2 separate regions of the Oryctolagus cuniculus genome follow, and region 2 is linked to region 1. The links are chromatin contacts, called in public Micro-C maps. All regions are on one chromosome and are shown on one strand. The core of a region is the stretch at or near the end of the contact, and the rest is flanking DNA. Distances in the headings are between cores, read along the strand shown. Region 1 has its middle 260 kb from the start of TBC1D1. Region 2 holds the start of TLR1 (toll like receptor 1).

Region 1 (3,913 bases), core at 429-2,928:
CCTGCTGGTGGCATGGCCTTGCCTGCAGCGCTTCCTCCCACTCCCACTGCCCCTCAGAAAGGCACAAGGCCCACCAGCCCCTCTCGCCACTTTTTGGGGGGCTCTCCTCAAGGGGACAAAGCTCTCACTTCACTACAGCCCCTCCATATATAGAAACTGCAGCGTCACCCAACTACAGGTGACAATGGAGTTAGGACCAAGATGGCTGCATCTTCTCCCCCGTGTCGTCACTCCCCAAACAATACAGTGAAACAACTGTCCACACCACATTTACACTGTATGGGGTGTTCTAGCGTATTCCACTATAACAAAATGCATCAGGGGTTAGAGACGGCAAAATATACAGGAGGATTGTGTAGGTTACGTGCAAATATCGCAGTTTTGATTTGGGTATCCATGAGGGTGCACCACGGGTACTTTTGTAAGAATATGAACCATGTATCAAGTGTTGCTGCCAGCCAGGCCCTTCCTTTTAAGCTTAACCCTCATGCCTGCGTCCCACTTTAAAGCACTTGGGTTCAAGGACCAGCTTCATTCCCAATACCAGCTTCCTGCAAATCAGCGTACCGGAAGACGGCATGTGATGGCTCCAGAGGCTGGGTCCCTGCCACCCACGTTGGAGACCTGGATGGACTGGATTCCAGGCGCCTGGCTTTGGCCTGGCCCAACCCTAGCTGTCCTGGACCTCTGGGGAGTGAACCAGCAGACGGGACACTTCTCTGCGTTTCTCTCTCTTTCCTCTCTCTGCCTTTCAAACAAACACATTCATTCAATGGTTTTTACACATTCTCTTCACCACAATTCTAAAAATTAGCAGTTTTTACTCTGTTTTCTAGAGGAGAAAACAGACTTGAAGGCTTTTGGAAGTACAGCCACCTTTTCGGCATCGGGGCTGGGGCTGCGGGCTGGGGCCATCTGACCTGCGGCACTCTCATCACCCTGGAGTTCCCGGTGTTGAAGCTGATGACCCACGGATGCTCTGACTGAGCACAGTAGCAAGGGGATTGCGTACAAAGGGCAGGAGCGTCACCAGCAGGGCAGAGTTGTGAACCCTCAGTCTGAATCCCCCCATTGCCTCCAGCTCTTCTGCCCTCTCCCCACCTTGGATAGGCACTGAGCCAACTTTCCTTGGTCTCCTCCACCTACCCAGCCCTGCGCTGGGGCACTGGCACGTCTGAGGACATATGTGACAGCTGACACTCACCCCAATCACGCCCATAGCTGACTTCTTGATGGATTCTACTCTGGGCTCTAGAATCAGACCAAACTGCAGAATTCTTCTGGACACAGCCCCTGGAGCAGCCACTGCCTCTCAGCGTTGTCTGGGGACGAAGCCTATTCATCATCACTGGCATAACAAGGGATCAGGAGAATGCAGCTTCCCTTTCCTCCTGTCCTTCCTGCCTGACTTCCCTGGTATTTCTGGGATGGATGGATGGATGGATGGATGCGGAAATGGGGTTCTCACCCTATGGACCCGCCCACATGGGTATCACACCCAATTCTGCTGACTTCGCTCAGTGCCAATGACTCCTTGCAAAACTTGCCGTTCACATGAAGCACGCTCTCTGGTGTGTGTTCCAGGAACTGGCGAGATTCACGGGTCATCCCAAGGCCGTGGAGGATCTTCGGTGTCAGCACTTCATTTCTCGCTCGGTCTCATTTCCTCCCCCTCTAACATATGCCTGAGCTTAAAAACAGCCTTTCACCCCACACTTCCCTCTTCTTTTTAAAGCTCGAGCTGACAAGAGAAGTTTCTTCTCCACTGACATTTTTTTTTTTCTATCAAGGAGGAAATACAGTCCCACCGTGGAGCATGTAGGAATGACTTATGGTCAAAAACTCCTTTGTGTCTCTGGAACCCTTAGATACCCGGAGTTTCTGAATCACTGCCTGATTTAGCTGTGGGCTATAGAGCAAGTTTCCTCAAGGCCCCCGCAGAAGCCCTGCCTTTTGATTTTAAACCAATCTAGCTACAGTGATATCTGCATATTCCTTCCTTAGCAAAACATTACTCAGTGTTCAAAAGGAAGGAAATGGCAAAAAACTTGATTCAAGAAAGTTTGAAGAGGAATAAAATAGCTCTTATGGAGCAACATTTCAGCAATCTGAGTATGAGTAAATCAAAAGCAGATGCGTTGTTTGCTGCTAAAACACGCTTTTGTTTCCCCAGAAAGGAAAAAAAATTACAAGGGAAAAATATTTTGTATAAAATGGCATCTGTTGGGGGCCGGCACTGTGGCGTAGTGGGTAAAGCTGCCGCCCACAGTGCCAGCATCCCATATGGGCACCAGTTCAAGTCCTTGGCTGCTCCACTTCTGATCCAGCTCTCCGCTATGGCCCCTGCAGCCACAAGAGACTTGGAAGAAGCTCCTGGCTCCTGGCTTCGGATCGGTGCAGTCCAGCCATTGTGGCCATCTGGGGAGTGAACCAGCAGATGGAAGACCTCTCTCTCTCTCTCTCTCTCTCTCTCTCTGCCTTTGCCTCTGCAGCTCTGTAACTCTGCCTTTCAAATAAAATAAATAAATCTTTTTTAAAAATGGCATATGTTGGAAAATCACTGGAGATTTCTATGAAACCCAAAGTATGACAGGGATGGCTGAGACCTGGTTGCTAATATCTTGGAACTGGTTGGGGGTGTAAAATTAGATTATAAAATGGTTGTATCATTTGTCACTTCAAGATGGAAACGCTACACTGCTGTGTTTCTAAAGGAGAAAAACACCATATTGAGGTGTAGCAGATGAGGTTTTGTTTCATTCTTTGCTTTGACAGTAGTTGCAATTTTATTTTCTTTCACTGACCTCACAGACTATGAAAGGCCAAAGTACATAGGATAAGACTGGGTCCTGGAGTCAGACTCCACCCCACTAGTGATGGGATCTTGGGCAGGTTCACTGCCCTCTCTGTGTCCCAGTCTCCTCACCCAGCAAGAACAACAGTAGTTGGAGCACCTACCACCCAGGTAGGGCACTGAGAGTAACGCCTGGTGCCCAGGAAATCTCCACAATGCTAGCTGGCAGGACTCTTCGTTCTGCCAGCAATGTGCTGCCACTGGACAACTCTCGGGGTCCCACCCCTCTAAAAACTGGCAAGCCCTTAGCTGGATGGGCAGAGAAAGAGAAAGGAGAGCCAATAACTAAAATCAGGAAACAAAAGTGGAGGCATTACTACCGACCTCAGATAAATAGAAAGGATTGCAAGAGATTCCAATGAATGATTGTACACTGACAAATTACACATCCTGGATGTAATCACGATTCCTAAAAACACAGAAATGACCTAACCTGAACCCAGGAAGAAACAGAAAATCACAGATGTGTGACAAATAGAGAGATTGGATCAGGAATCAAACACCTCCCAGTGAAGAAAAGCCCAAGGCCAGATGGCTTCACTGGTGAATTCTACTAAACATGTAAAGAATTAACACAACACAAGTCAAACTCTTCCCAATAAATAGAAGAAGTGGGAATACTTCTTAACTCTTTGTATGTCTTGTGACTTCGACCTTCCTATATAACATCCTGTGTTATGTCACCCTGATTTATTTTTCTTTATGGTATTTATCACCACTTGTTATATTATGTACTTATGTGACTATTTATTTGTTGCCTTTCTTCTCCCATGAGACTGAAAACTCCATCAGAGTGGGGAATTTGTTGTTATTTCCACTGTTGAATTCTCAGTGTGCCAGGTAGCGCCTGCATTACAACAGGTGCACGATAAAAATCCACTGGAGGAATACACATATTGCCAGACCATTCTCTCACTGAGGGCAGAGTGAAAACAAGAGAGGACCTGGGTGGTACAGAAGTCCAGACAGTAACTGGCAGGAAGAAAAGCCCTCAAAGACAGATAACCAAGAAAGTCCCGTGTCAGGAAAACAAAGGGAAGTGAAGCCTCTGAAAAGCAA
Region 2 (4,159 bases), core at 1,601-4,100, 570 kb before region 1:
AGCCGGGACTAGAACCGGCGCTCATATGGGATGCCGGCGCTTCAGGTCAGGGCTTTAACCTGCTGCACCACAGCGCCGGCCCCGGCACTTTCAATATTGCAGCTGTGTGAGGAGCTCCATCAGGAAGGAGAAAGTTCCTGAGTTAATGCCACAAAGAAGCGACCTTTACTTTTACCATGAATTCTCACATCTGCGTCATCTTTCTCTTTCAGCGTCTTCATGAAGGCCAATGAAAGGTAACAACAGGCCTCTTCTGGAACAGAAGAAATAAGAAAGGACAACGAAGGCATCTTCGGACACCTCGACTAAAGTGTAAGCCCAAGAGAGCTCTGGAAACCAGACTGGTTTGCCTCTGGGGGAACTTTTGCAACTCAGGTTTGTTCCTGGGAGCTAAATTCTTTAGGTCCTTCTGTGCCCATTGAGATAAGGAAGAGGAGAGGGAAAGAAGGATCTGGTGCTTTGTGGATCCCGATGGCTTATCTAATGCAGTTCAGGGGATGTGGAGTAAGTTCCTTGAAAGTGTACAGCTGGCCGGCACCGCGGCTCACTAGGCTAATCCTCCGCCTTGCGGCGCTGGCACACCAGGTTCTAGTCCCGGTCGGGGCACCGGATTCTGTCCCGGTTGCCCCTCTTCCAGGCCAGCCCTCTGCTGTGGCCAGGGAGTGCAGTGGAGGAATGGCCCAAGTGCTTGGGCCCTGCACCCCATGGGAGACCAGGAGAAGTACCTGGCTCCTGCCATCAGATCAGCGCGGTGCGCTGGCCGCAGTGAGCCAGCCGCGGCGGCCATTGGAGGGTGAACCAACGGCAAAAGGAAGACCTTTCTCTCTGTCTCTCTCTCTCTCACTGTCCACTCTGCCTGTCAAAAAAAAAAAAAAAAAAAAAAAAAAAGTGTACAGCTGCCAGCCCTGGCTGAAGGGTCTCCCAAACGAACTCGCCCTGATCCGTGTGCCACTGGAATGCTGATAGCAAAATAGCATCTTGTCTAGAGCAGGCTGATAACTAGTGCGAAGGCCACACCCTAGAACAATACCCAGCATTTCATATGGAATAAAGACATTTTATGAGTGAATGAAAAAAAAAATTGAGTAAGAGAGAGGAGGAGACAATGCCCATATTTAAAAGCTTCCACTCCTTCATCACCCTTGGATGCGAGCTCAACTCGCTGCAATGACCTACAAGACCCCACGTGACCTTGGCTGTGACGCCTCTCATTTTTGCTCACTCAGTGCTCACACTGACCTCCTGGCCCTGGACAAGCCAACCTATCTGCCTTTGCCTGTGTCAGAAAGGCTCTTCCCCCAGATCTTCCCACGGGTGACTGCCTCACGTCCATCTGTCTAACTCATCTTCTGACAGCAGCTGCCACCAACTACCCCCCCCCGCCAACGCCTGCAATGGACCCTTTGTTTTCGTATGGAGCACTTAGCACTTTATGAAGTTAAGCTTGGATATTTATTTGTTTATTTTCTATCCCCTCTCCAAATAATAAGCTCCTTGGGAATTAGGACTTTATCTTACTCACTACACCCTTAGCTCCTAAGCCATGGCCAGTAGGGTATCAATACATATTGGTTGAATAAATAAATGGAAGAACACATTTCCTGCGAGGTCTTTCATCATGATCTAATTAATCACCTTTTGCACAAGACGCAGGTATACCCCCAAACCTCGTGAAGATCCTGAAAGGTAAGGTAAGAACAAATTCACCATGTGGGAGAATTCTCAAGAATGTCATGGGCAGGTATGTGTCAAAGAGTGGAGGTCTACCCAGTGAATCTTAGCCTGAGTTCCAAATGATCTCAGGAGGGGTGTGGCCAGAGGAGTTCCCATAAACCAAATCACCATTAAGGGTCTGAAATAACAGAAATTCGTTTGTTATCGTTCTGAGGGCCACAAGGACCAAACCAAGGTGCCCGCATGGCAGCATCCTCTCCAGGGGCCCCCCCAGCTTCTGTGGCTGCTGGCGTCGCTGGCCCTGTGGCTGTATCACTCCAACCTCTGCCTCCGTCCTCACGTGGCTTTCTCCTTTGTGATTCTGTCCTCTGCTGTCTCTGTCAAATACCCCTCTGCCTCTTATAGGCATACTTGTCATTAGATCTAGGGGCCATTTTCCATGTGATCTCATTTCTCAAGATCCTTAACTTTGGGGTGGATCTTAGATGAATTAAGATACTGCATGAGATGCCGGCATCCACACCAGAGGGCCTGGGTTCGAGTCCTGACTCCACTTCTGCTTCTAGCTTCCTGCCTGATGTGCATCTGAGAGGTAGCCGGCGATGGCTCAAATCCTTGGGTCCTTGCCACCCATGTGGGAGACCTGAATTGAGTTCCCAGCTCCTGGCTTCAGTGTAACCGAAACCTAGCTTTTATGGACATTTGAGGAGTGAACCAGTGAATGGAAAATCCATCTCTGACATTTTCTGCATTTCAAATGTATGAAAGAAATAAAAATAAACAAAACTGAACTTCTTCCAAATATTAATAAACAATCTTTAATTTTATCCCTGAAAAGATTCTTTTTCTAAATATGATAACATTCACAGTTTCTGGGGATTAGGTCATGGGCAGGAGGCAGACAAATCTTCTGGGGTCTCACCCTTCAACCCCATCCGTATTACTCATTATTTGATAAAGCTGACATAATTATCTATCTTTCTAATGTTTCCCGGGCTTCAAGTTGTGTAACCCAAAGAATATAGCCTCCACCTTACGAGTCTCTAATAAAAAGTGTTTGATGTCAACCATGCCTAATTTAATGTTATCATTTAACGTGCATTTTTTTTTCTAGGACCTGATTCAAGAGGCTCTGAAGAATAGCAACTGCCATTAGGAATGTCTAGTGTTCCAGAATGACCAACACTATTTCTAGCAGCTTCCATCTTGCCATCATTGACATGTTAATACTTGTGGTCAGAATCCAACCATCTGATGGGAGTGAGATTTCCATTAATATGTCCAAAACAGGCCTGCTCCATGTTCCCAAAGACCTGCCTCTGCAAACCACGGTCTTAGATATTTCGCAAAACTCCATATCTGCGCTTCAGACAGCAGATGTCCAATCACTCTCAAACCTGAGGATTTTGATAATTTCTCACAACAGAATCCGATATCTCGATTTCAGTGTGTTCAAATACAACCAGGAATTGGAATACTTGGATGTGTCCCACAATGAGCTGTGGAAGATTTCTTGCCACCCTAGTGTGAACTTCAAGCACTTAGACCTCTCGTTTAATGCGTTTGATGCTCTGCCCATATGCAAACAATTTGGCAACATGTCTCAGCTGAAATTCCTGGGGCTGAGTGCAAGCCAGTTACAAAAATCCAGCGTGCAGCCAATCGCTCATTTGAATATCAGTAAGGTTTTGTTGGTCTTAGGAGACCATTATGGGGAAAAAGAAGAGCCTGACGTGCTTCGAGACTTTAACACAGAGAGTTTGCATATTGTTTTCCCCTCCAAAAAGGAATTCAGCTTCCTGTTGGATGTGGCAGCCAGCCCTGCAGCAAGTCTGGAGTTGTCTAATATTAACTGCGTGCTACATGACAACGAAAGTTCTTTCTTCCTAAACGTTCTGTCAAAACTTCGAAAGAATCCAAGGTTATCAAATTTTACCTTACACAACATTGAAACGACTTGGAAGTCTTTCCTTAGGATCCTCCAGTTGGTTTGGCCCTCAACCATAGAGTATTTCTCAATTTCAAATGTGAATGTTCAGGGTCCACTTGACTTCATAGATTTTAATTATTCTAACACTTCCATAAAGGCCTTGTCTATAAACCAATTTTCCAGTAGTACGCTCAGTCTTTCCCAAGGTAACATCTACAAAATTTTGTCAAATATGAACATCCAAAATTTCACAGTGTCTGGGACACGTATGATCCATATGCTTTGTCCGCTCCAAATTAGCCCATTTTTGCATTTGGATTTTTCCAACAACCTCTTGACGGACACGATTTTTCAAAACTGTGGAACCTTAACTGAGTTAAAGACATTTAATCTGCAGAGGAATCAATTAAAGGACCTCACAAACTTAATTCATATGACCACGAAGATGAAGTCTCTACAACAGTTGGATGCTAGCCAAAATTCACTAAGAAATGATGAAAACGAGGTAGACTGTTCCTGGACTGGAAGTTTATTAAATTTAAATTTGTCTTCCAA

What was found. Hi-C and Micro-C count contacts between places; a contact is called where the count stands out from the background.
Region 2: a contact with region 1 is called in a Micro-C map of ear pinna, with 4 times the contacts expected there. The contact joins the promoter of TLR1 here to the enhancer-like site in region 1. A contact is called at or near these places in 2 of 6 Hi-C or Micro-C datasets (ear pinna and an unstated tissue).

The regions. Positions count from the first base shown.
Region 1 is chr2:32,211,491-32,215,403 of mOryCun1.1, reverse strand. No RefSeq gene overlaps it. Among named protein-coding and RNA genes, the nearest start is that of TBC1D1, 260 kb to the right of the region's middle. Within about 2 kb of position 1,678, at least 1 of the 8 cell types and tissues checked has an H3K27ac peak or open chromatin away from gene starts, as enhancers often do.
Region 2 is chr2:32,777,878-32,782,036 of mOryCun1.1, reverse strand. TLR1 (toll like receptor 1) reads left to right here and starts at 2,850. Exons shown (of 1, transcript NM_001329082.1): 1 at 2,850-4,159. The coding sequence starts at 2,850.